Regions from separate parts of the Zea mays genome. Here region 1 is linked to region 2. A link is a contact called in public Hi-C data. All regions are on one chromosome and are shown on one strand. The core of a region is the stretch at or near the end of the contact, and the rest is flanking DNA. Distances in the headings are between cores, read along the strand shown.

Region 1 (3,074 bases), core at 116-2,615, 160 kb before region 2:
TCCGCTAGACACGTAGCACTCTGCTACATCCCCATTGTACACCTGGATCCTCTCCTTACAACTATAAAAGGAAGGACCAGGGCCTTCTCAGAGAAGGTTGGCCGCGCGGGACCGAGGACGGGACAGGCGCTCTCTTGGGGCCGCTCGCTTCCCTCACCCGCGTGGACGCTTGTAACCCCCCTACTGCAAGCGCACCTGACCTGGGCGCGGGACGAACACGAAGGCCGCGGGACTTCCACCTCTCTCACGCTCGGCTCCGGCCGCCTCGCCTCTCCCCCCTCCGCGCTCGCCCACGCGCTCGACCCATCTGGGCTGGGGCACGCAGCACACTCACTCGTCGGCTTAGGGACCCCCCTGTCTCGAAACGCCGACACTTATGCACCTGAGATAAATGATATCTAGACAAACTAGTTAGTCCATATGATTTGTGTTGGATGTCAAGCACCAAAATCGATTATAGTAAATGATTAGGTCAATTTCCCTTTCATTGCCCCCTCTTCCCACCTGAACTCAAAGATCATAAAAATGAGTCAGATTCACCAGCACCAAGCAACTCTACTGGCTACTTGCACTATTGGAGCTAGGGTTGGGCAAAAACCCCGAACCCGGAATACCCGAACCCGAACCCGAAATACCCGAAACCCGAATTTTGTTCGGGAATTTCGGGTAGCAACTTGCAAAACCCGAAATTATTTCGGGTAATTCGGGTATCACAATCGGGTACCCGAAATACCCGAATTACCCGAACTTTCATGTGTCATGTACTCATGTCATGCTTAATTATTAATTTGTACATCTATAATTATGTGTAAGTGTGCATAACTTGTGATTGTAGATTGCTTGTGTTTATATGTCCATGTATATCATTATTCAAACTATATTTTTATACTAATTTAATAGGGTGTATGTGTTTTTATGAAGCCAACACAATAGTTCGGATAGTTCGGGAATACCCGAACTCGAACCCGAAATTCCGGGTACCCGAATTTTCGGGTATTGAAAAACCCGTTGTAATTTCGAGTATCGATTATTAAAACCCGAAATTTTAAAAACTCGAATTACCCGACCCGAAAATTTCGGGTAACCCGAACTTCCACCCCTAGTTGGAGCGAGTCCATAAAGTGGACGACACTAAAATGAGCTGTATTTTGTCCAGACCATATAGCCTAAAAATTGTTTAATAGCACGGTCCTCGTGTAAGAGATGGGGCCCAGCCGCATTGACAGAAGAGAGAGAGAGGGCAAAAGAGGAAATTTCTTTGGGCTGGGTCTACTAAACCCTAATGGGCTGCGGCCTCGTATATAAACCAGCACCACTCATCCGTCGCCGCACGGAAGTTTCGGCGGCGCCGGCGTGCTCGTGATCTCAACCCAAGGCGTGCCTCCGCTCCGGTCACCCGTCGCTCCACGCAACCATGGTAAGCGAGCCTCTTCTCGTCTGCTTATTGCTCGCAAGCGGACGTAGGTGCAAGCACGGTAGCGGTGGATTCGGATCCGGCTGCAAGCACGGTAGCGCTGGATTCGATTGTTTTTGTTTAGAGATGGGTTAAGAGCGTAGGTTTGGCTGTTGACTAGGGCTACTGTTGTTTTGGCTGGTTGCCCGTGGTGGATTGTATCTGATAAATTGCAATTTGACATCTGTGCTTGGTTACATTTGTTGACTGCTACTCCTACTCCTGAGTTGAAGATTGAAGTGATGCTGTGGCAACATATTTTCTAATCTGATCACGATTTATGAGTTTTCTTGTTGAACCTTTTTTATCTGCCAAAATATTTGAGATGTGCTGTTAAATTGGTGAAGCATAGATATGATTAGAATCTACTATTACAAATTAAGAGTGAGAAATGCTGGTTATGTGGGCCTTTGCCCTTTGGCTTGGGTTGATTTGCACACGGAGCTGGAAAGTATATGTTTTGTTAGGATAACTGTTGGCTATATACATCGAGAGAATTTGATATTTGCCATTATAACAAAACACGTTCTGCTACCACCAGAAATAATTGGAATTTTGCCACATAAAACGTTGCCGGCATGTTATAATTACCACTGTGTCTATAAATTGTGTGTCCATATGTGTCTATGAAATGTGTGGGTCTGATGGCAATTTTACAAACGTGTTTCGTGGTGATGGCAAATATCAGATTCTCTATTTCATAGACACAGATGGACCCTACAATTGATAGACATAGATGGAGCCACAATTCTTAGACACATGGGTAATTATAACAAGGAGGCAACGTTTCAAGTGGCAAAATTTCAATTATTTCATATACATCGTGATGCAAGGCTTGTTTGAGGTCCTGAAATGGTTGGCTTGATCAGTGGACCGAGCTGGTTTGCTGCTGAATGTCATCTATCAGTTTTCATGCAGTACAATTTTTAGTAGCTTTTTATTAGAGCAAATCAACTATCAGTTTTCATGCAATGCAAGTTTTGTTTGAGGTCCTGAAGTGGTTAGCTTGATTAGTGGATCGTGCTCAATTACTATTACTATCCTTTTGAAGCTCTTAGGCTCTTACAGGGACAACATATCAATTCAGGCTTAATTGTACTGTGGAATAGTTTCTGGAGGTTGTTAGCACGACAACATAGCAATCCAGGCTAACTTGTCCCAGTGTCATCTTATAGTTGTATGTGTTTGCAGTCGAGGAGGAAGACCAGGGAGCCCAAGGAGGAGAACGTCACCCTTGGACCCACTGTCCGTGAAGGAGAGTATGTCTTTGGTGTCGCTCACATCTTTGCATCCTTCAATGACACCTTCATTGTAAGTATCATATGCGCCATCTGTGGTTAGACCTTTTCATTCACTTCTCCAAGTTTAACTGAACTGTGTCTTGTTGTAATATCTGCAGCATATCACTGATTTGTCTGGGAGGGAAACTCTGGTTCGGATCACCGGTACCATCCTAAAACCTTGGGCCATGCACGACCTAGGTGGCAGATGTATATTGTTTTAACTGAGATGTGCTAAACCTAAACCCTGTAGGTGGCATGAAGGTGAAGGCTGACCGTGACGAGTCGTCACCTTACGCTGCTATGCTTGCTGCTCAAGACGTCGCACAGCGCTGCAAGGT
Region 2 (2,743 bases), core at 221-2,720:
CGACGTATGCTTATATTTGGGACCAAGTGGCAGCTCCTTTTGCCAAAGCTAAGAGGGCATACATGGAGTATGTTAACGAGTTTGACACGCTTTCGGCCTCTAGCGTAAGTACTCAACATGTATATCTTATCGTTATGAAATTTGTTTTATTATACTTAACATAGATTGCTTCATTTTTATTTCAGGTCACATGGCAGCCATACAACGCACCTGAGTTGGATGAGATGATCTTTAGTGAAGTATGCAGCAGTGAAGATGAACTCTATATGATGCAATGTCCTATGATCTGTTTCTGGTGTATTGAGTGGCACCTACCTCACAGGGTTCAGAGACAGTTTGGTAGGAACCAGATATGGCCGGTTGAAGATATTCCTACTTCTAAGGAGCTACACAAGTAAGTTTGCAATCTATAAATTCAATTATTCCAGTTTGCAATTTATAACATCAATCATTCGCAACTTTGTGTTCTTTATATGATATGATTTGTGTGTAGATTTGACTGGCGAAAGCAAAAGAAGATAACAGACTTCCGTCAACATCATCTGATATTTATGAATTAATGGGATTTGGGTGCTGAGAATGTATATTCCAACGATGAGTTACACAACAATAGTGACTACAGGCGGTACCAAGCTTGGTACCAGGGTGCGACTTTTTAAGATTCTCCAACCACTTCTTTGTCTTTCCCTGATATTTCTGTGCCAATCCACTGCTCAAAATCACATAGCGGTGGAGGAGTCTACAAAACATGCAATTATTAGTAGGTAAAAAAACATTCGCCACTCCGAGTCTTCAAATTGTTAACATATTACAAGACTATTCTCACCATTAAATTCATCTGACGTTGAACAATAGTTGGCTCAAATGCAAAGTTAGCACACATCCAATACCTCTGTCGATAGGTGTCATGATCCTCAGACTTATAAACCTTACAAGGATCACCACAAAAACACATAGACACTGGAACACCACTTGGCAAAGGCAGCGGGTCGAAGGCAATTCCGGTCAAAGGACCCTTCCTAAATTTCCATAAGCTCTATAACAATCACAAATATAATAGACTCATAAAATAAGAGGCGGATCCAACACTTACCTTTGTTTAGCAGATTTACCACGCCTAGATATCCTATAAATCAGGATGATATCTCTAGTTTCGAAGAATAGGAATGAACACACAAAATCAGTCGAACGTAGGGTTCTATTTATAGGCACGTACCTCGACGCCATAGATCTTGGCGCCGAGGTAGGCGTCATTGACCGGCGGCGCCTACCTCGGCGCCAAGATATATGGTGCCGAGGTATGTGCCACGTAGATTCTCCGGTATCCCTCCATCTGACGTATGCACGCCAATAATATTGCCACCGGCACACACAAGCTCGGCGCCAATGATGACGGCGTCGAGCTAGGGGTCCATTTTTAAAAAGAAACTGACAGGGACATAATTATGCAAAAAAAAAAACCAAAAAGGGCAAAAAAAAAAAAAATGGCCGCACCGACCCTCGAGAGTCCAGACGGCCGTATCGTTGGCGCTTGTCGTCTCCCTATCGCCCCGGCTCCTCGCCTCTCCGTGGCCGGCCGGTGCTGATCACTTCTCTGCTCACCGCTCGAATCTGGGCTGTCGCCGAGCCATTCTGATCACCGCTGCTGATCACTTCTCTGCTCAACGGAAAGGAGACAGATTCGTGGTTCGTCAGCGGACGCGGCGGCGACTTCATAGGGTGTTCTCGGCCGCTTCCGGCGCGCAAAGCGGACGCACGGCGTGCGCCCGCCCCCAGGGATGAACTGCTCCAGATTCTACAAAGGTTAGATCTACTGCTGCATCTTCCGAATCCGCGTGCGAATGCACCGCCGAGCTCGATAAGGCCCTGTGGCCGCGCCGGCGCTGTGCCTCGTACGCCTGGCCGCAGGGTCGTTGGTAGGCGCGTACAACCCCGCCGCTATTGCTCGCGGATGGCCCGGTGCGTGGCTCGCTGAGGCAGTGTGAGGCTGCCGAGGGGGCCGGTGGGGAAATCTTGGATCCTGGTCGTTCGGCGACGTGGCGGTATCTATAGAGCTCGGATTCATGGGCTCGTCATCCCAGCACGATTCCATTTCCGCATCAGGTAACTCGGCTCTTGTCAATAAATTAAATTTCCTAGCAAGTGGTTTCGTCATACTTGGATGATAGAATCATTTTGCGTGCTTTTCTCATCTTCTCATTCGCTATCACTACTAGTCTACTACAGTGTTTGTCATAGCAATGGGCGCCAATCTTGCTGTGGGGGTTAGTTTTCAGTAGGACTTAGGAGTCCTTCCTTGGCTTGCAATGAATGAATCGGGCACAGCATTTGAACAAAAGAAGCGATTTGTTACTGTTAGGACTATTTTGGGAACCTCAAATCCCCTTCAGGATTGGAGGAAATTGAGATAGAAATGAACTAATTTCCTCTCCAATCCCCTTCAATCCCGAAGAGGATTTGAGTTTCCAAACTAGCCCTTAATGGGCCATAGGCGGGGATATGCAGGTCGCGGACCAACTTGTAGTTGATGCCCTTAATCTTCCAAACTGAAGATATATGCTCTTCTGCCTAAGTTTTGTTCCTAGTACTCTAGATGAACAGATGCTCCACGCTCTTAGCGAATTGGTTTTTCTACACCAAATGCTGGACTTATGGTCTGCAATCTTAACAGGAAGTTCGGAGCGTGCTGATGGCAGCAGAAGCAGCATTAGCATGTGGACCAAAATTACGAGCACAGACTCGT

Evidence for each region. Hi-C and Micro-C count contacts between places; a contact is called where the count stands out from the background.
Region 1: a Hi-C map of tassel shows a contact between it and region 2, with 3 times the contacts expected there. The contact joins the promoter of LOC100192550 here to the promoter of LOC103629629 in region 2. A contact is called at or near these places in 8 of 25 Hi-C or Micro-C datasets (bundle sheath, ear, endosperm and 4 more).

Annotation. Positions count from the first base shown.
Region 1 is chr6:99,765,343-99,768,416 of Zm-B73-REFERENCE-NAM-5.0, reverse strand. LOC100192550 (40S ribosomal protein S14-like) reads left to right here and starts at 1,365. Exons shown (of 6, transcript NM_001137768.1): 1 at 1,365-1,417; 2 at 2,645-2,764; 3 at 2,853-2,898; 4 at 2,987-3,072. The coding sequence starts at 1,415.
Region 2 is chr6:99,605,757-99,608,499 of Zm-B73-REFERENCE-NAM-5.0, reverse strand. LOC103629629 reads left to right here and starts at 1,470. Exons shown (of 5, transcript XM_020539316.3): 1 at 1,470-2,103; 2 at 2,672-2,743. The coding sequence starts at 2,064.